4 separate regions of the Mus musculus genome follow, and all the other regions are linked to region 4. Evidence: chromatin contacts called from public HiChIP or PLAC-seq and promoter capture Hi-C data. All regions are on one chromosome and are shown on one strand. Each heading gives the region's core, a stretch centred on a gene start, on an enhancer-like site or on the middle of the called end of the contact. The rest is flanking DNA. Distances are from core to core; before and after follow the strand shown. Region 1 has its middle 33 kb from the start of Gm39461. Region 2 overlaps Gm39461 (a long non-coding RNA gene). Region 3 has its middle 82 kb from the start of Gm39461. Region 4 holds the start of Sox9 (SRY (sex determining region Y)-box 9).

Evidence for each region. Promoter capture Hi-C pulls out the DNA fragments that hold promoters and counts their contacts. HiChIP or PLAC-seq counts read pairs in DNA pulled down with a chosen protein or histone mark.
Region 1: an H3K4me3 HiChIP or PLAC-seq map of embryonic limb bud shows a contact between it and region 4, with 8 times the contacts expected there. The contact joins the enhancer-like site here to the promoter of Sox9 in region 4. A contact is called at or near these places in 13 of 39 promoter capture datasets (the 3T3-L1 cell line, the C10 cell line, cranial neural crest and 8 more), 3 of 484 Hi-C or Micro-C datasets (cortical neurons, myocytes and nephron progenitors), 9 of 115 datasets of contacts at active chromatin or transcription factors (astrocytes, craniofacial prominence, embryonic basal ganglia and 6 more) and 1 of 9 other capture datasets (embryonic stem cells).
Region 2: a contact with region 4 is called in a FOXA1 HiChIP or PLAC-seq map of pancreatic cancer cells. The contact joins the enhancer-like site here to the promoter of Sox9 in region 4. A contact is called at or near these places in 9 of 39 promoter capture datasets (the 3T3-L1 cell line, embryonic stem cells, frontonasal cranial neural crest and 6 more), 1 of 484 Hi-C or Micro-C datasets (embryonic stem cells), 12 of 115 datasets of contacts at active chromatin or transcription factors (craniofacial prominence, embryonic basal ganglia, embryonic forebrain and 9 more) and 3 of 9 other capture datasets (embryonic stem cells, liver and pancreatic islet).
Region 3: a contact with region 4 is called in a promoter capture Hi-C map of second pharyngeal arch cranial neural crest, with 15 times the contacts expected there. The contact joins the enhancer-like site here to the promoter of Sox9 in region 4. A contact is called at or near these places in 6 of 39 promoter capture datasets (the 3T3-L1 cell line, frontonasal cranial neural crest, hippocampal neurons and 2 more), 3 of 484 Hi-C or Micro-C datasets (cerebral cortex and cortical neurons) and 6 of 115 datasets of contacts at active chromatin or transcription factors (craniofacial prominence, embryonic basal ganglia, embryonic forebrain and 3 more).

Annotation. Positions count from the first base shown.
Region 1 is chr11:112,122,403-112,126,931 of GRCm38.p6, forward strand. No RefSeq gene overlaps it. Among named protein-coding and RNA genes, the nearest start is that of Gm39461, 33 kb to the right of the region's middle. Within about 2 kb of position 3,034, at least 3 of the 459 cell types and tissues checked have an H3K27ac peak or open chromatin away from gene starts, as enhancers often do. A contact at or near this core is called in embryonic limb bud, where this site is marked.
Region 2 is chr11:112,170,816-112,175,462 of GRCm38.p6, forward strand. It overlaps Gm39461 (a long non-coding RNA gene), which reads left to right. Exons shown (of 3, transcript XR_880297.2): 2 at 1,932-2,123; 3 at 3,949-4,126. Among named protein-coding and RNA genes, the nearest start is that of Gm39461, 16 kb to the left of the region's middle. Within about 2 kb of position 3,051, at least 25 of the 459 cell types and tissues checked have an H3K27ac peak or open chromatin away from gene starts, as enhancers often do. A contact at or near this core is called in pancreatic cancer cells, where this site is marked.
Region 3 is chr11:112,236,687-112,241,642 of GRCm38.p6, forward strand. No RefSeq gene overlaps it. Among named protein-coding and RNA genes, the nearest start is that of Gm39461, 82 kb to the left of the region's middle. Within about 2 kb of position 2,760, at least 11 of the 459 cell types and tissues checked have an H3K27ac peak or open chromatin away from gene starts, as enhancers often do. A contact at or near this core is called in embryonic limb bud and second pharyngeal arch cranial neural crest, where this site is marked.
Region 4 is chr11:112,778,846-112,783,828 of GRCm38.p6, forward strand. Sox9 (SRY (sex determining region Y)-box 9) reads left to right here and starts at 3,365. Exons shown (of 3, transcript NM_011448.4): 1 at 3,365-4,170; 2 at 4,964-4,983. The coding sequence starts at 3,740. RefSeq lists an enhancer at 1,406-2,194, a cis regulatory region at 2,971-2,985 and a promoter at 3,187-3,694.

The DNA of each region.
Region 1 (4,529 bases), core at 1,784-4,283, 660 kb before region 4:
ATCACAAGGCCTATGTGATGCCACTGCAGGATTTAATAGTGAATGTGTTAGTGAGCTCCAAGGGCACTGCACTTCCTCCGCAGTTGTCCGAGGATGGCTTGATGCTACATATTAAAAGATGCTCATGAGGAGTGTGGCGAGAAAGACGCAGGTTGCCTCACTGGCTGTATATCATCTGCTGGGTGAATGTGTGCAAATCATGAAACCCCAAGAGATACAGTTCCTCACCTACAGAATAAAGTAATGGTGTGTGTGTGTATGTGTGTGTGTGTGTGTGTGTGTGTGTGTGTGTATGTGTGTGTGTGTGTGTGTGTGTGTGTGTGTGTGTGTGTGTGTGTGTGAAAGGCCATTTCAAACTCCCTGATACTTTGGTTGCCTGGAGAGGCATTCAATCATTCCTGTGACATCATTCACATGGCACACTTTGACTGCTGAGCTAACATGGACACTAAAAAGAAGCATCCTTTTCAAATTTGAGATTCTATGGCTGTGCATGAAGTGTGGGAACAATCCAAGGCTGATAACAGTACTTTAAAAGAATTTCATCTAATGATTCTCCCAAGGAGTGCTTTCAACATATTTCCAAAGGGAATGGTCATGTTAATTGCAGGCTTGGAAACCAAGATGGTCATGTGATTTGTGTTTTCTCTTCCTCCCTCTCCCTCTCTCTCCCTCTCCCCCTCTCCCCCCTCTGTGCGCTCTCTCTCTCTCACACACACACACTTCTCTCTCACACACACACACACTTCTCTCTCTCACACACACACACTTCTCTCTCTCTCACACACACACTTCTCTCTCTCTCACACACACACACACACACACACACACACACACACACACACACACACACACACCACTCTCATTTTACAACGGTGAGAAGAGAGAAGAGGTTGACAAAAGCTGCATAATCGCCACTGAGTCGATGCTGGCCCTGACAAAACCTATGACACCTAGAGAAGACAGATCAACTGCTATGCAGTGGTCAGGTTGCAGATTAAGTTGTGAAAACACCAGCCGCAAGAGGCAGTCCCTCAAAACAAACAAAAACAAAAGTGGGGAAGGACAACCGCTTCTTCAGTTTCTCGTCTACCTTGCTTAGAAGGGAAGCTCAGCCTCCTCATTTTCACCACCTTGGTTCTGTGGTCTTATGATGGGAGATGTGATGACCGACAGTAACTGTCCTGGGACTCCCACTCTGAACATCTTGGCTCCGTCTCATACTGCTCTTCTCCATGGTTTGCTTGTGCTGCCTGATGGCTCCAAAGCTTATCATCTTTTCCATCCTGGAAGAAAACATCCCCCCCCCCAAAAAAAAAGGCAGTGCTTTGTTGTTGCTGTCATTGCTATTGCTTGATAAGCTCGAAGGATGACCAGGGAAGAGCATATTTTTAAAATTAGGGACAGGCATAAAGAACGCCACTTTTACAGAATTTTCAAATGGCCAATTTATCCATTCAAAGGACCATCACCTGCAAGGCAGAATAATTTCATTGCAGCGCAGTGGTTTCAGATCAGGGGGTGATACCACTCTGCTAAATGTCATCAGGGGATGGAATTTAAAACATCTTTAAAGATCACAGGGTCAGCAGATCTTTGTTAACAGATTCTGTTAGCAGGCCTGCCCACGTGTACCTCATTCTACTGGCAAGGCACCCTTGACTGATGATTGAAAGCTCTGTGATGATGGAGCCTGACAGTGGAGTCTCCCATCGAGGTGGATCAAGAATGAAGTGGGTGATGATCCATCTTTGAAGTCATTTTAGCATCCAGCATAGTTTCTGTCTATTGATCATGATTGTATTAACTCACAGGGCTTTTAAATTAACATCTAGTATATTTTTAAATGGGTCATGGCATTTGACCCACATAGCAAATTATAAAGCTTTTGGTAAATTAGGAAGTTAGGAAGTCGGGGGAGGAATGAAGATCAAGTATTTTCTCAAAATTAGAAGAGCAGTTAACGTAAAGAAAAGCTTTGCTTAAACTTTGGTCTTTATTAAGGAGACATCAAAATTAGATGGATGGATGGATGGATGGATGGATGGATAGACTGGAATAATTGCTTAATAAAATTGAACTGTAATATCTGATTGATTGTATTGCTAAGGCCAAACCCAGATAGGAAAAGATACCAGGATCATCTTGGTTGTCCACATCTTGAGGAAGCACCATCAAATGAAAGAAGAAATTTGCCAGTGAAGCAGAGCAAAGTATGTAGGTAGCAAAACAAGAAGGATGGTGTAAATTAAGGTCAATTATTTCTCAGAATGAGCTTAAGTGAGCACTGTTTTGTGTTAATAAATGGAAGGAAGTGCCTTTTCATTTTAAGAATGATTTTTGAATATGCATCTTCATTTAACAGCCTCATCGGTTTACCTACTAGCTCTCAAGCATGACATATTGGAGGAGGACCAGGGATCCTCAGAAGGCCTTACTGCGATATATGTGCCAGGATTGTAATTCTGAGTATGCCTTTATTCGTGTGTTTCCTTTCATAAACAGAATTTTATAGAATGAGAAAGGTGATCACACTAGACACATGTCACCTCTTTTTAATATATTTATTTATTTATTTTCAGAAACAGAAAATTTATAGTTACAGAGGAGAAATATGAAACCGTATTTTCATCTGCTTTGTTGCCTCTAGAAACATTTTATGCCTTTGTTGGGGCTTAAGGTTTAAGCACAGTATACAGAAGACTAGGGAAAAAAAAACCATGAGTACCTGTGGCAAGAATCCCAGGACTTCTGCGATAGACAAATATATTGTCTGAGCATACATGGCAGGGAGAAAGGTTGAAAACTCCCAGTCTAATCTGCTGTCGATATGATTTCCAAGTTCATCTGGTGGCTGGCTAGGAAACCCAACCGCTGCACATTTGAGACATAATTACGTGGAAAGAGAAAGAAAGTTGGTAATTTATACCAGTGCCTCGCCTGTGTTACTTTCCAGGAGATCTGACCCTCTCTCCAACCTCTCTTTGAGCAGGCTCCTTCCACTCACTCCCCAGCCAGAATGGAAGCTACAGGCTGTGCTGGAACCATGGTTTATGGGTAATGTGTCTGTAATGGACTCTCCACTCAAAACCAATATAGCAGTAGCATAGCCATCAGCAATCAGTCCATAAAATCTGCAGTTGCCCTCCTTTTTTGTTTCTTAAAAGGGGCAGGAAGCTAATGGATTTGAAATTGCAGAAGCGGACGACAGACCTTTTTAATAAATGAAAATAAAATCGAGTCTCGGGTTTATGTTGATCTATAGAACTGTGAGTCCCAGAGTCCCACACGGGTTCCCTCAGGGTTGATTCCTAGCCTAAACCACCCAACATTTACAGCTGATAAGTGTCTGCTAAAGAGTAATAAAATACAGTGTGTGTAGTTTTAGAGAATGTAACTTATCACGTTCATCAAAAGCTCCCCGAAAATGTGTTTATCTAAAAGGCTTGTATGTTTGTGTATATTTCAAATATCTCTGCCGTTAGCTTGAGCTCCTTGGGTATTTAAAAGCTAGTTCTGAAAAAGCGTCTTTGGGAACTGTTTAGCTGGAGGTTGGTGGTTACATTTCCTTGGATCTGAGCTAATCTTCGGGTTACAGACTTCATACAAATATATACAAATGGAATGACGACTGTTGCCTGATTTTATTTTATTTTTCTCACTAAACCAAGGTAAAGACTTAAAGCCCAATTCATAAAAGATGGAACAAAACTGTTTATGTGGGTGTCAGATGATTTAAGTCTGACATAGCTGCTCCTGAGAACCTTCTGGGCAGCTGAATGTGCATTTGTGTTAGGGGGCAGGGGTGGGCAAAGTGAGATGGTGAGAAGGAGTTAAGGATACTTTGGTAATCACAATGCAGTACGATTGCAGGCTACCATTTTAAAAAGTGTGTGTGTGTGTGTGTGTGTGTGTGTGTGTGTGTGTGTGTGAGAGAGAGTGGGGGGGTGTGCATTTGTATGCAGGTATGTGTGCCTGTGTGTGTGTACATGCAGAAGCCTCAAAGAGAATACCTGGTGTATTTCTTTATCGATCTCAGCCTTACTCCCTCGATACAAGGACTCTCACTAAATCTGAAGTTTGACATTTTGGTTAGATTGTCTGACCAATAGGTGTCTGACTTCTAGCCATCTCTGTCTATCAAGGCTGAGGTTAATGGGCTTGTGTAGCTACAGGACACTTTTTAATGTGGGGGACTGAAGATTTGAACTCATGTCCTCATGTTTGCCCAGTGTGCATCCTTAACCACTAGGCTATCTCTTCATATTCTACATCCAACTTTTTAAGCTTGTTTGTACATTGGATGGCTAAAGGAGAGGACACAGATAACTTAATCTTAAAGGGCTTAGGAGTCATTTAAGGCAGAGACATAGCTTGGAATTCTTAATCAAAGGCTGACTAATAAATGTCCCTGACACATTAAGAGTTTCCTCAAGAAAAATACTCATTAATTGTCGGGATGCAACAGTTATCCTGTGAGTTCAAAGAAATATATTTTCTCCACACCTGTCACCTGCCTGGAAATAGAG
Region 2 (4,647 bases), core at 1,801-4,300, 610 kb before region 4:
GCTAAAAAAAAAAAAAAACAAAACACAGTCTCATTTTAGAAATGCTACTGAGCAGCCAGCATGGTCAGTATTGCTACCCAGGCTCGAAGGACCTATCTATTCCTCCAGCATCCAACGTCCAGCTTTTAGTGTTCTCTCAGCGCTGATAGATTGATCCTTCTGCATCATAATACCATCACTATCTGTGAAAGGGCCTGTGGGGAAACTGTAGTTTTAATTCTGCAGCACAGGCCTCTTGCTTAAACTGGATTCTTGAATGGTGATGCCCAACTGCAGTGATGAACAATGAGATGAACTTTCTAATGGTAAATTGTCCAGATAAGAGTTAAGGCCTGTGGGTTTAGGAATCTATGTGAAGTTTAAGAGACTGCTGGTTCTGGATAGCTGATCTACTTGCTCTAGTTTCTTTGATAGTCTCTCCATTTTTCTTAACATTCATAATCATTTAGTGTGTGTGTAAGCGTGCACGCGAGAGAGAAGCAGGGCTTGTGAGATGAACCAAAATGCTACTATAATCAGATATACCTTTGTGAAGTTGGATCCTCCATCACCCAGGTTTTTAAGATGAACTCGGGTTGCCAGGTTGTGTGGCAAGAACTTTTATCCACTGAGACATCTGTCCAGTCGCCACTCCATTTTTGCTTTGACACAAGAATATGAGCTGTGGTATTTCTCCAGAAAGCAGAGCCTACTGAACTCATCCATGCAGGAGTCAGGGTTCACATGACAAACTTGACAAGCACCACATTCAGACTACCTTAGTCAAATGATGTAGTATCAGCCAGGACTGTAAAGCTGAGCATTTTACTCGGTGATTTAAAGAAGAGATAGAGAATGGAATGAGTCACTTGTATAAAACTGGACAGAACTGGAGACAACTGTGTCAGGTGAAAAAGCTAAGTCTCATGTTTTCTCTCATTTTTGATAACTAGAAAAGAAAACACTAGGATCCAAAAGCCAAAGGGGGTGGCTTGGAGGGTGAATGGAAAACAAAAAGGGAGAGGAAAAGGGAAAATAAGAGACAGTAACAGTGTATGATAATGCAGGATGGATGTTATCAATAACATTATAACGGCATACATCATACTGTATCACTATATACACTACACTGAAAATATTCCCTGTAGTCTGGTACAGCCATCCATGTGTATGCATTATTGCCTTTTAAGATCAGCAAAAGAAAGATAGGCAAATCTGAGGTTGAGTTTCTATGACCCTAAAAGTAAGAATTTCAAGGGGGGAAAGTGACATGTATTTATGTAATCAAACCCTTATTTTATCATCATGAGTAATTTCTGTGTTTGCCACCTGCTTTGGCTCTTCAATATTTAATGGTTCCATAATTTGGACTTGCCTATTTCTTCTTACGTTTTTGTGATCTTTCAAGATAAGTATGAACAGAAAGCTTAACAGCTGCATATGGAAGGAAATAATTAATGAGATTCAGAAAGGTTTAAAGTTGTTCTGTTTTTTATATATTGTTTATGGACACTACAAATACCTATAAATCTTAAAGGGTTTTGAGATGGATTGTTATCTGTATGTATGCATGCATCTCTGTGTGAGTCTATACAATGTGTATGTCAGATCCTATAGAGGATAGAGAAGATCGTTGAATCCCTCAGAACTGGAGTTATAAGAGAAGAGGAGCTGCCAGTTACTGGCACAATAAACCAGATCCAGGGACTCTGAAGAACAGGGGGCACTCTTAACTCAAGGGCTGTTCTCCCCAGCCCCAAGATCCCAGCTTCTTGTTTGTTTGTTTGTTAGGTTGGTTGGTTTTGGGGTTTTGGTTTTATAGAATTTTTGTCCTAAAATACTATATAGTGCTGTTCATGAATGGGCATTATAGGCAATGTCTAGATTATCAGGCCTAATAAATCCTCTCTGGGCATCTGAATGACTATAATTATTGTTTGCCCCATGAATAGACTACTGGAACACATGAAGAGGCAGGTCCTACAGATCCAAAGAGGAGAGATCATCATGGCACAGGGGAACAACAGAAGACCAGAGAGGAGTCCCTGTGAAGATCCAGTACTGATGGTGTAGTGGCCTTGAACCAGACAAGTGACTCATTCATTGCAATGAACATTCACAAGTACAGATGTGTGGACAAAAGGGTATAGTGTGGGACACAAGGGGATTTTTTTTTCTTTTGGTGGGGAGGTTGCAAGAATAGGGGTGGCTACAAGGGGGTGGGGAGATGAGTAGAATTGGGGTGCATGATATGTAATTCACAAAGAATCAATAAAATGTTAAATAAGAAATACTAATTTATTCTATTGTCCTCAGAATGTGTGGATAGTTATACTAGGAGATAATTTAGATTATTCTGGCTTACCATTTTTGCCTGAACTGTGCATAATCTTCACACACAACTTAACATCCGTACCTATTACTCTTGTAGTAAAGATCTAAAGATCAGACATGATAGAAAACTCTCTGAGCCCATTCCAAGGACTCTCGTTCCTAGTACTATTTAATGACACAACCCACCAGAAGTCCAAATCCTCTGATTCATTGAGTTAAAGGTCAGCTACTGTTAGTGGGCTTAGCTCCTATCCTTCCTGCCTGGGATGGGCGGTAAGTGAGTGTGTCACTGTGATGTTCTCGGCTCTCTTTTGAATATCTAGAAGGCTGTATTTTTTCTCTTAGAGATTCAACCTTCCATGTTCTGATTTTTTTTACTCAGTATTTTCCATACACCCTCTCCCTTGGCAGCCTGGAAAGTCATCAATGGTGTGCATGTGAGAGTCTGCTTACACAGGATGCCAACAGATGGCAATATTTTATCATTATTACCCAATACCGAGACCCTTCATCTGTTGACACCGGGAGCCCAAGGAGTCGGCTCTTTGGTGTGACACATGTCACCGAAGTTTCACCCCCCATTAACCGTGCTGTTGTTTGTGATTGTTAAGCTGTGTGCCTCACCGTGTGTCACATTCTTGACTTCTACAAGGGCCCATTACTAAGTGGCATCTGAGCCCTGTGACTCATAGAAGGTACCAGGCTTGGAAAAATAAACACTTGCACATTCGGCAGAGATTAGAGCCACTGGCTGGTAGGGGACTGGATGGCAGTTCATGGAAAAAGCCGTTTCTGTGACTCATCTATCACTGCACTGGAAGAAAGGCAGAGTTACCACCGTGGAGCGATGCACATTGGCAAGCACAAGGCGAACCATCCTGTCTATGGTGAGCAGGGCTTGGTCCGTGGAACGAGAAGATACGAGGCTGATATTCCAAAATATCAAGAAAATTTGTGACCTCAAAAATGAAGATTTCAGAAGAAGATGTTTATAATTGTTTTATCTATTTCCTCAAGATCTGTTCCTTACCTATCTACCTATCTCTTTCTTACCTATCAGTCTATCTTCCTATAGGCATTCTCTCTGCACCTCAAATCACATTCTTTTCTTTGTTCAGTTACTGTTCGTGTCCTCCATCCCTCTGCCTCCTCCCCGTAACCTTCCCATCTTCACCTTTTTTGGTCTTTCCACCTCATCCTCAGTCCAGACTCATTCCCTTCCCAGCATGCCTTGCTGGACTTCGATCCAGGAAAGGCATTCTGCGTCTTCGGGGTTGGCAGCGGGGGAACAGGATGATCTTGCCAATACCACCTACCCAAGGAACTGAATTTACAAAGTGAATCCCCTCCAGCCACCATGGGCTGTAGCCACTGCCAACTTTATAATTGTAAGTCGTCTAATGGTTGAAACTGGCCTGAGACTAAAGAAATTCAGGCAGATCAACGCTCCAGGTTGGGGTTTGGGAACGTTTTAGGGTTTCTTTCTGTACATGCAACTTTGGAGGCTGTATTTCAATTCTTGATCCCCTTTAGCAATTTGGCTCGTTTTCTGTTTGTGCTTCTCTTTTATAACATTTTTTTTTTTTTAAGAAGAGAAATCTGACTTCTTTCTTCTTCTTCTTCTTCTTCTTCCAGGAAGGGAAGAGCAAACGCCGATGCCGAAGCTTCCACTAACCGTCTTCCCCAGACCGTCTACCCTACTCACTAAGGGGTCATGACCACGTAGTCAAACAACCAAGGTCAGGGGGGGTAGAAAACAGATGGGGACCAATGTCTTGCAGATCCCACACCTTCTTTTAAAAATCTGTTTCAAAAAAAATAGGTTTCTGTGAAAGAACATTTCCGAAGGTGCCTTTATAAACACACCGCTTGGGTCCTGGGCCTCTAAAACAGTGTTTTTGTGTAGGGCATTTGCTATCCAACAAGGTTTTATTGAATATCCCTCCCACTTGTTGTTGTTACAATAATCCATGCTGATTATAAACCATGCTCCATAAAATGTCACCAAACACACCCACACCAGGCAGCACCACGGGGCAGACTCAAGCCGGAGCGCCTCGGACCATAAAACGTAGACCGCCAGGAATACGGCTACCATTTATTTCCCTGCAGTGGGCTTTCCCTCTGTCTCTCTCTAGGCAGGTTTTCCTTGTGTTGAAAGGGAACTTCTGGTCAAAAGTCAGCAAGCAAAGTTGTAGAAAGCTTTGATAGTCAGTGAAGTGAATCATGGCTACACATGGCAGCCGCATGCACCAATGGAGCCTCTTGCTGGGCGGACCTCCCTCGAAGAAGAACATCCCCTGGTCATCAGTCAAAGGGGCCCCCAACAGTTAG
Region 3 (4,956 bases), core at 1,510-4,009, 540 kb before region 4:
GATTTTCCATGCTCTTGGGAACTTCTTGTACTGAAGTGTGACCACCCAGCAAATTATAAAACCGTGGTCATTGGTAAGGATAACTGTGAAAGGGGACTGGTGTGATTATGCAGACAAACCTAGCTCTCAGATTTGAAGACCAAAAGTGGGTCAGGAATAGTGCTTGGGGGATGGTTCAGTGAATAAAGTGCTTACCACCAAACCAATGAAGACCCAGTTCAATCCGCAGAATCCACATCAAAATAAGTTAAGTGCGCTGACATAGACTCTTTATCCCAGTTCTGGGGAGATAAAGAAATGAGGATCCCAGGGCTGCCTAGCAGTTAGCTTAGACTATTTGATGAGTGTCCAAAGGGTAAGAGAGGCGCTGTAAAAAATACTTAACTGTAGACCACAAGGAGGAATAATACCCGAAGCTATGCTAAGGACTTTACATACATTTACATCCATGTTTGCATGCATGTTCTCTCTCTCTCTCTCTCTCTCTCTCTCTCTCTCCCTCCCTCTCTCTCTCTCTCTCTCACTCACTCACACACACACACACACACACACACACACACACACACACAGAGAGAGAGAGAGAGAGAGAGAGAGAGAGAGAGAATGGGGGAGAGCAGAAGAGAAATATTGAAACCACAACAAAATACAAAGAGCAAACAAGCATCTTTCAGCTGGGTCTTAGAGAACTGTTTGTCTTGCCAACTCAATTTGTTGTTTAAGATGCCTTCATCTGTTTAACACCAATAGATAGTCATCAGCATGGTGTTACGTCCTGACACTAACCCCCAACATCACTGAGAATCAACGCCCACATCAAGCCATTTGCATCTTACTCACCTAAAATCCCACCCTCAAAACCCATAGCTTTAAGTACTTGGTCTTCACCTTAGCACTGCTCAGAGGAGTTCCAGTTTGATTCAAGATGCTATGACAAAAGAGTCTGAAATGCTCTGGCCCAAAGCAGCAAAGATGAGGAGAGGAGTTGATTTTCAGTTTCCAGGTCACAGTCATTACTGAGAGGAGTCCAGACAGGAACTTGTGCAGGAATATGAAGCAGAGACCATAGAGGAATGCTGCTTGCTGGGTTTCTGGCTGGTTCATGTTTCGCTAGCTTCCTTACTTAACCCAGGACTATCTACCTAGGCAATGGTGTTGCCCAGTGAGGAGGGCTCTTCTACAGGGAGATATAATACTCATAGGTCCATAATCCGGATACTGCTACCCCATTCTATGTCAAGGGCCACTATGAACTTGAACGCCACAGAAGTAGCAGTCAATATCTGGGTGCTCTTAGTACATACACTTAGACCGTTCCGGAAAATCAAATTATAAAGTGCCTTCATGCTATTATCAAGTGACCTCACAAATCCAGCAGCAGGGAGCAGAAACCATAATTAACATTTTTTTTCTCCTTAGACATTTCCCACGGGCACTAACTAGCATGCTAATTCCATCTTTCTTGAAGATCTCACTCAACAGTTATATAAGATCCAAAGGCTGTAAACTCGCTCTGGTGCTACTTTAAAAAACACATGTGTTAACACAGGAACATGATCAATAGGCTCCAGACTTGGACAGCTTGAATGTAAACCTCCTTTCTCAGATTCTGACTCCTATAATCTGATGAGGAGGTACACCTGACCCAGATTGAAGTAATCCAATTCTCTTATCAATAAGTTCCAAGACAGAAGTTACCACAGCTGGGAATAGAAATGGGATTCTTGCTTGACAAAATGTTTTTAATTTTACATGGAAAGAGCCAGAAATTCTAGCAAGCTGAAAAAAAAAAACAATAGTTAGAGCATATCTTTAAGAGACCCAGGGTGGAGAACGTGTGTGAGTAGAGATTTTAAGAAAATAATTCTATTGTCCATAGTATCCTGAGGCCAACTATTAGGTCTTTTTATGAGCCCTGCTGTGTTTTCACTCTTGGGTCAATGAATACCATTCTACCTTAAAATGATTTTTCTCTACTTGGCTTTCAGGTAAATTTTCTTTTTAGTTACTAGAAACTAAAAGACTTGGTTAAAACAATTTCATTTGACTGTTAGGGAGAATGGAGGCCTTCGTTCTTTTAGTTTTCAATGCACCTGACACAGTACTTGGCACATGGGAGCTCTTTAATACTCTGGCTGTAAGAAACAAATAGAAACGTGGGTGAACTTCGATGGAAGCCCCAGAAACCACACATCCTCTCGAAACTCTGAAGTATGCAGCAATAAAAAGTCGAATAGCGTATGTCCCTGGGCAGATTGAAAAGCTCTCGCCTGACACTTGTTTTAGTCAGTAATCGCTCACTCATTTAATCCATTTGAGAAATAGCTTTAACCACGACACGAATTATTGGTGTGTGTTTCTCTAGGATATGTAGTAAGGTATTAGTGCACCTTGAAACATTTAGGCCTCTTTATCGCTCTCAGATGTTCCAAGTGGCTCGACAAAGGGGAGGGGGGGAGTAAAGTTCAGAAAGGATAAAGTGGAGATTTGTGCTCTCCATCACTGGTAAACCTAACACCTCATCCACCCGAGGGGGCGGGGCCAAGCGCCGTGGACTGTTGTTTCCTGGGGACGTGCATTAAGGAAAGACTAAATTTAGCAAAAGCCAACATCCCTCTTGTAATGTTTTATGATTGTTATAGTATCTGGTAACTTCTGTTTCCCTCTGGCCGTGATGCGAGAGGCTCTCCCTCAGCTCTCTCCTACCCCCCATGACAGCAATCTTCAGCTGTAAAACAGTGAGACCGTCAGCCAGCAATAATTTGCAATCCAAACAGACTTGACGCTCCCTGACATTTATTGAAACCTCAGACCCCGTGCACTGGTTTCAGTTTTCCTCGGTTGCTCTGTTTTTACAGACAGACAAGTGCTTAGATTTAGGTTTAATAATGAGGAGAAATTTCTTCTTGGCCTCCTCTTGCTTGTGTTGGCTGCGCCAGACTTTGCAACAGACGGGTGGTTGGAGTTAATTATGCTAACTGGTGAGAACATTATTTGACCCCACTGGTTCAGCCCCAGAGGCCGGGTGCCTCCTCAACAGACATAGGCAGATGGAATGCTTCAAGGCCTGGGCAGAGGGCAGGAGGCAGGGAGAGAAAGCTCTCTTCTGCTCAAGGGCAAAAGGATCCTTTCTCTCACTCCAAGTGAGTTCAGGACCAAGGGCTCTGATACACAGAAGCCAGTAAGGGGCACAGGAGTGGAAGGTAGGAAGGATTTTCTAAACACCTTCGAGCACAGGAGTGACGCTCTTGGGAGGAAGTGTCATTTGGAGACTGCAATGCCCTTGCTGTTTTGGAGGAAAGAAAAATGGGAAGGCTTCACCATAAATCTGGCCTGACAAACCAAGAAGTAGACGCTTGTTCTGTGTGTTCTTGAGAGATGCTGACAAGAGCCATATTGTAGCTAGCTATGTTAAGGACTGTTGGTGGCTGCAATGGATGATACTCATGTCATGCACATCTTGTCATGACTTTTACTCTACTAATGATCATGACAATGATATCAGCACCCCAGTACCTTGTTGTCCTAGTAATAAATTGTCATTCAGGAGCCTCAGTGAGAAATTTGGCCAATGTATCCTAATGGAAATTCATGTATACATAGTATGTTGGGCACTCTTAACAGAGTTTTGTCTTTTAAATTATACTTCATTCTAAAGAATAACTTGTCAAGGAAGAGAAAATATTAAGCTTTTGAGTTAACTTTGGCACAGTGTCTTCTCTAGAATTGTGCTTTGCTCATGAATACCCACCCATGCAGGTCCAGATCATTGAGAAAGGCTTGGAAATGCCTAGGCATCAATGCTTTATATGGTTTGCCTGACAACACAAACTCTTTATAGAAGCGTTATGCAGCTTCATTCTTTACAAAGCTAGGACAATTGCTTAAAGTTGTGTTGTCAGTTGCTATGGCTGGCCCATGACAATTTACAAAACCCACCAAGATAATAAGAGAAAGAAGAAATAAATACTATTCCAAGCAAGTTTCCCCACTCATTTCTATCAGATTGAATTCTATCAGATTGAACAGCCCTTGCTGTTTTCCATTTCTCTACCCCCTCTATGTGTGTGTGTGTGTGTGTGTGTGTGTGTGTGTGTGTGTGTGTGCTGTGTTCGTATATGTGCATGGGAAAGGCCAGATGTTCATCAATATACTCCAACTTACTTTCTGAGACAAGCTATTTTACTGAACTTGAAGATCACTCTTTTGGCACACTGGCAGAGAAGTTAGCCCAGTAGTCCTGCTGCCTCTCTCCATGTGCACACTGATATGCCCTAATTTTTCCAGAGGGGTGCTGGTATCCAAACCTAGGTTCTACTGCATCTGCAACAAGCACATTATCCACTAAGCCATCTCCCCAGGCTCTCTCCATCTTTATCTTTTGGACATCTTTGATTTCTGCACTGTGTCAGTTACCATTTTCTCCTTCCCGTGTGTTACTGAAAACAATAACAAGATAATCAATATTATAAGCCAACGTGGAAAGATCTATTATTCTTTGAAAAATAACAGCCAAGTATCAGGTTTTATAAAGGTTGTAGGTTTTGGCAGCATTTTTTTTGTTGTTGATTTTTTTTAAAAGTTTTATTTCTTTATTTTATGTATATGAGTACACTGTCTCTGTCTTCAGACACACCGGAAGAGGGCGTCAGATCCCATACAGATGGTTGTGTGCCACCATGTGGTTACTGGGAATTGAACTCAGGACATCTGGAAGAGCAGTCGGTGTTCTTAACTGCTGAGCCATCTCTCCAGCTGAGGCATTTCTTTGTAGTGCGGCATAATTCATTCCATTCAATGATCATGTCCCACCTCCAATCCTGCTCAATCAGCATCCTCTTGATTGTAATTACACATGGTGAGTAAGGAGTAAGACTGTCTAGTCATAGTAACTCATCTCATCCTTTATGGAAACGATGCAAAGTATATGTGTTTTGTGAATCAGGGATATCCATTATA
Region 4 (4,983 bases), core at 2,115-4,614:
GGGGTTGGTGTCTTACTGCGGGGTACAACTGTCAGCACGCACCACACCAAACTAATATTTCTTAGAAGTTGGGACCGTGTTGGAAATGGCTTTAGACGAGGTCCCCACTTTGCTAAGGATTTTTGGAGCAGGGAGGGTTGTTTTTTTTTTCCCTTAATTCTTCATGTGGAGAAAATGCAAGTGACTGAGCCTTCACACCCTCCCTCCTGCCCACCAAGAGCTGGATTCTCTCTAGGTCTAGCAGTACTCCTGAGCCCTCTCAACACACACACACACACACACACACACACACACACACCACACCTACCCCTGTCCCCATTTGGACTGCTAGGATCTACAGGCCTCTACCAGGAAAATTGGGCCCTGCATTGCTGGAGGGAGAAAAGGTGGGAGGAATCCTAGATGAGGACTTCCCAAGGTCATCTCTTGGGATCCTCTAGTGCCTCTGTGTTGGGAAGCCCCTTTCATCTTAGCCTTCAGTCTTTCCAGCCCTCATACCCAGGAGGCTGCAGACCCCAGATCATCCATCCACCTCTAGGCAGGAGGGTACAGCTAACACTGAGCAGCAAGACTCACATTCCCAGTCCGTAATCGAAACACAGTCTGGACTCGGGATGCTTACCCCCTCCCTACCTCAAGCCTGAAGAATAATGCAAGACTTCCAGAATCAAGTCAGGAAGGAGAGTCCTGGGTGACTGAGTCAAGTCACAGCGGACTAATCCCCTGAAGGGCTGCTTGGGAGTGGACTTTACCTGTTCTGGAAGAAATGCCAGCCCAGCCACTCTTAAACTGATGGTACCTAAAGGACAGACTTGGCCTGATCTTGGCACACCTGATAACTCTTGGCACCTGGGGAACGAGCAGAGTATTCCCCCTTCCTCTCGTTCTCCAGGTTGTTTGTGAATGAGAACAGTGAGCATCTACAGTGCTTTTCCCACCCCAATTCCCTGTAGACAAGCACTTCCCAGGTCCCCCCTAACACAGTGGTATCGGCACAGGAAAGAATAAAAATAGGAATTCCTGTAGAGATAAGTCTCATCTTGGAAACAGAACTGACCGCAAGCAACACGCTACTGCCACCTCCCCCACCCGGGCCCCTGCTGGTCCACCTCAAGGAAAGTTTTCCAGCAGTTTCTCAAAGTTCCAGACCAGTTTCTGGGCTTTTGGCGCCCCCTCTGGATGTTGCTGAAAATTGCAGTGTAATTTTCATGTCAACTGTTTTTTAAAAATAGTTTCTCCCCGAAAAGATCAAGAATATAAACACACTTTCGTGGAGGCGTAGAAATATGTAAGAAGTTTCACGATTTAAAATGTCGCAGCACATTATATCTCTCCATATTTTGTATTAAGGGTATATTTATAAATGGATGTATTCATGAACAAATACTTAATAAAATATTTCAAAATGCCCTAAGGCCACTGTCGTTTTCGTTGCCTTTGTGCCAGAATACGTGATAATTACAACAAATTACAACTGGCTGTTTTAATACATCTGACAGTGGCCCCTGGTCTCTTCAAATACCTCCATCCCAGAACATAGAAGTGCGTCTACACGAACAAAACCTGGTCCCCTACTCTGGAAAAAAAAAAAAAGATATATTTTCCTACACGTTGTGAGAATAATCGGAGCTACGAATATATGGCTATTGTTTGTAAATCTCTTAAACTCGTAAACAGGCTACAGGGTAGTAGAGACATGCAATGCTAGGAACATTCGTTTGAAAAGAAACTTCGACTGAACAGAGTTGTAGCTTGCTGCTATCACGAGTTCCTTTCCCCAAATAACAAATGCCCACTTCGGAAGAAAACGAGAGGAAAACGAGCTTTTCAAAAGCATCCCAAAGAAAAGATTCGTTTATGTCTAAGTGTCCACACTTAGCAAATTAGAGGGGAGGAACCTGTCTTTGATATGATACAGGCCGATTCGCTTTATCAATAATTTAGTAAGTTCAAAGCGAAGCTTTGCAAGAATCAGAAAGGGGATGTTTAAATGAAATTGTTTATCTTTTTTTTTTTTTTACACCGTTGTGAGTTTGTTTGTGGTTCCGAGGGCATGTCGCCCGGTGGCAACTAAGATTTTTATTCGTTCCAGAAAAGATAATTCCTCCCTTAGCCAACCTTGCTCTAAGAGTTTGAGTAAACACGCAGCTTCGGCTCCAAGCACTCTTAAAGTGCAACGGACACCTAAGTGGCCTCCCCCAGAACGCCCACCTGTGTGCAGGTCTAAGAGGACGCAACTAAAGTCCAGACGCCTAGAGCTTCGCCCTCTTAGGTATCTGGTAAAAGGAAGGCCCAAGCAAGGGAGCCACAGGGCTCCGCCAAAGTGGCCCGTTTTGTCTGGAGTCTCCAGTCCAAGTCAAGGGCCTTCTCGGCCTCACCGCCCGGCCCTGCCACCTTTGCAAACTTCGCCCTCAACCCCGGAGTAGTTTTGCAAACTCCAGTGGCGAGCCTGACGGTGTTTGTGACTCAGTCAGGAGGCAAGAAGCAGAACTCTAAAGTAATAATCCTGACTACGAGGGGCGTCAGAGTACTGGAGGGGCCGGGAAAGGACTTGTCAGTTCAAGGTCGGCGTGGCCCACGGGACCGGCCGCAAGAGCCGGGGACTGCGCGGTCCCTGCCGCCAGCCTTTGCCTGGTGCTCGGCTTTGGTTTTCATTGATTCCCCACTGCGGGAGCGCAGCAGAAGCTCCAGTCACCACACCAGCTTCGTTGAACCAGAGCGCGTTAATCTATTTATATGGATTATTACAGAGAACAGCGGGCGTTGAGTCACCCAAACATTTGCTTCCAAAAGACCATTTCTAAGCACTTTTTTTGGAAGCCGGCAGACTCCAGGCGCAGAAGCCCAGCTCCGCTTTGACGAGCAGCTGTTGCAATTTCCATTGCTGTAAACGCCAGCGAAGTCCCGGGTACCACGGAGACAGCATCGAAAAGTGGGGGTGGGGGGTTGTGGAGGGTCCTAGTCTAGACACGCTCGCGTGCACGCGCACACACACACACACACACACACATACACACACACACACACACACACACACACACACACACATCGGTTCACACGGAGACCGTTCCAAAACTGTGACATTCCGAGAGTAGAGAGCAAACTTACACACTCGGACGTCCCGGGTCCCCCGCTTGCCCCGCGCCCCCCTCCAAGTCCCCTCACCCCACCATCCACCCTCTGGCTGAGCTCCCCTCCCTTCTCCTCCCCTCCTGTCTCGTCACCCAACCCGGAGCCACAATCCTCCCCAGCCCCCCTTCCAAAATCCGGTCCAATCAGCGACTTGCCAACACTGATGACTCAAGAGCTAGCCGTGATTGGCCCGAGGTATCTAACGTGAAGGAGGAGTATTTATTAGAGACCCTGAGCTGGAAGTCGGAGAGCCGAGAGCGCTGCTCGGAACTGCCTGGAAACTTCTGTGGGAGCGACAACTTTACCAGTTTCAGTCCAGGAACTTTTCTTTGCAAGAGAGACGAGGTGCAAGTGGCCCCGGTTTCGTTCTCTGTTTTCCCTCCCTCCTCCTCCGCTCCGACTCGCCTTCCCCGGGTTTAGAGCCGGCAGCTGAGACCCGCCACCCAGCGCCTCTGCTAAGTGCCCGCCGCCGCAGCCCGGTGACGCGCCAACCTCCCCGGGAGCCGTTCGCTCGGCGTCCGCGTCCGGGCAGCTGAGGGAAGAGGAGCCCCAGCCGCCGCGGCTTCTCGCCTTTCCCGGCCACCCGCCCCCTGCCCCGGGCTCGCGTATGAATCTCCTGGACCCCTTCATGAAGATGACCGACGAGCAGGAGAAGGGCCTGTCTGGCGCCCCCAGCCCCACCATGTCGGAGGACTCGGCTGGTTCGCCCTGTCCCTCGGGCTCCGGCTCGGACACGGAGAACACCCGGCCCCAGGAGAACACCTTCCCCAAGGGCGAGCCGGATCTGAAGAAGGAGAGCGAGGAAGATAAGTTCCCCGTGTGCATCCGCGAGGCGGTCAGCCAGGTGCTGAAGGGCTACGACTGGACGCTGGTGCCCATGCCCGTGCGCGTCAACGGCTCCAGCAAGAACAAGCCACACGTCAAGCGACCCATGAACGCCTTCATGGTGTGGGCGCAGGCTGCGCGCAGGAAGCTGGCAGACCAGTACCCGCATCTGCACAACGCGGAGCTCAGCAAGACTCTGGGCAAGCTCTGGAGGTGAGCGCGCGGGCCGCCAGGGAGGGCTCGGTGGCTAGGGGGGACGCGGGCTGCACTCACCGACCCCGCCCCGCCTCCCTGAGCCGCGGAGTTGTGCATCCTGGGGTCTTTGGTCCAGGATGCAGGGCGGCCGGGGGCGGGGGGAGGGAGTGGCTCAGATTTTGAGAAAGTTCTTGGGATTGCTCTTGGTTATGGCGGGGGGGGGGGGAATGGGGGCGTGAATATGACTGCTTTTAGGAAGGTAGAAAGGAGTGAGGGGGTGTGCCAGCCTGGTCCCTCTGGAAAGGAACAATTAGAGGAAGCAAGCCCACCTTCCTTAGGCCAACTGCGCTCATTCCTGGGGAGATGGAGTGAAGGGAAAGTGTAACTGAGACTAGAGGAGACCCAGGCAAGAATTGGGCAAAGCTACTGAGAACCGGCAGGGGCATGGATCAACAGAGCGAGCTTCTTGCAATTTAAATGGGTTTTCGGAAAGTTTTTACTGCGTGTTGGGAGGGGTGGACCGCTCCGGTAGCAAAGGCGTTTAGAGCAGCCTCAGCAGGGAGCTATTTCCATCTTCAGGGTTTCCAAAATAGGAGGCCAGGGGAGGGGGCGGGGCGAAGAGTGACCGCTCAGGTCGACTCTGAGCACTTTTTTAAAAAGAAAAAGAAAGGAAAAAAAAAGTTCTGAGTCTCAGAGAGGGATGGAAAGCAGACTGGAGGGAGGGGGTAGTGCGCGAAGGAGGGGTGGGGACCTGACAGCTCCCGGGGTTTCATTGACCCCCTCCCTCTTTTCTTCTGCCCCCCCCCCCCAGGCTGCTGAACGAGAGCGAGA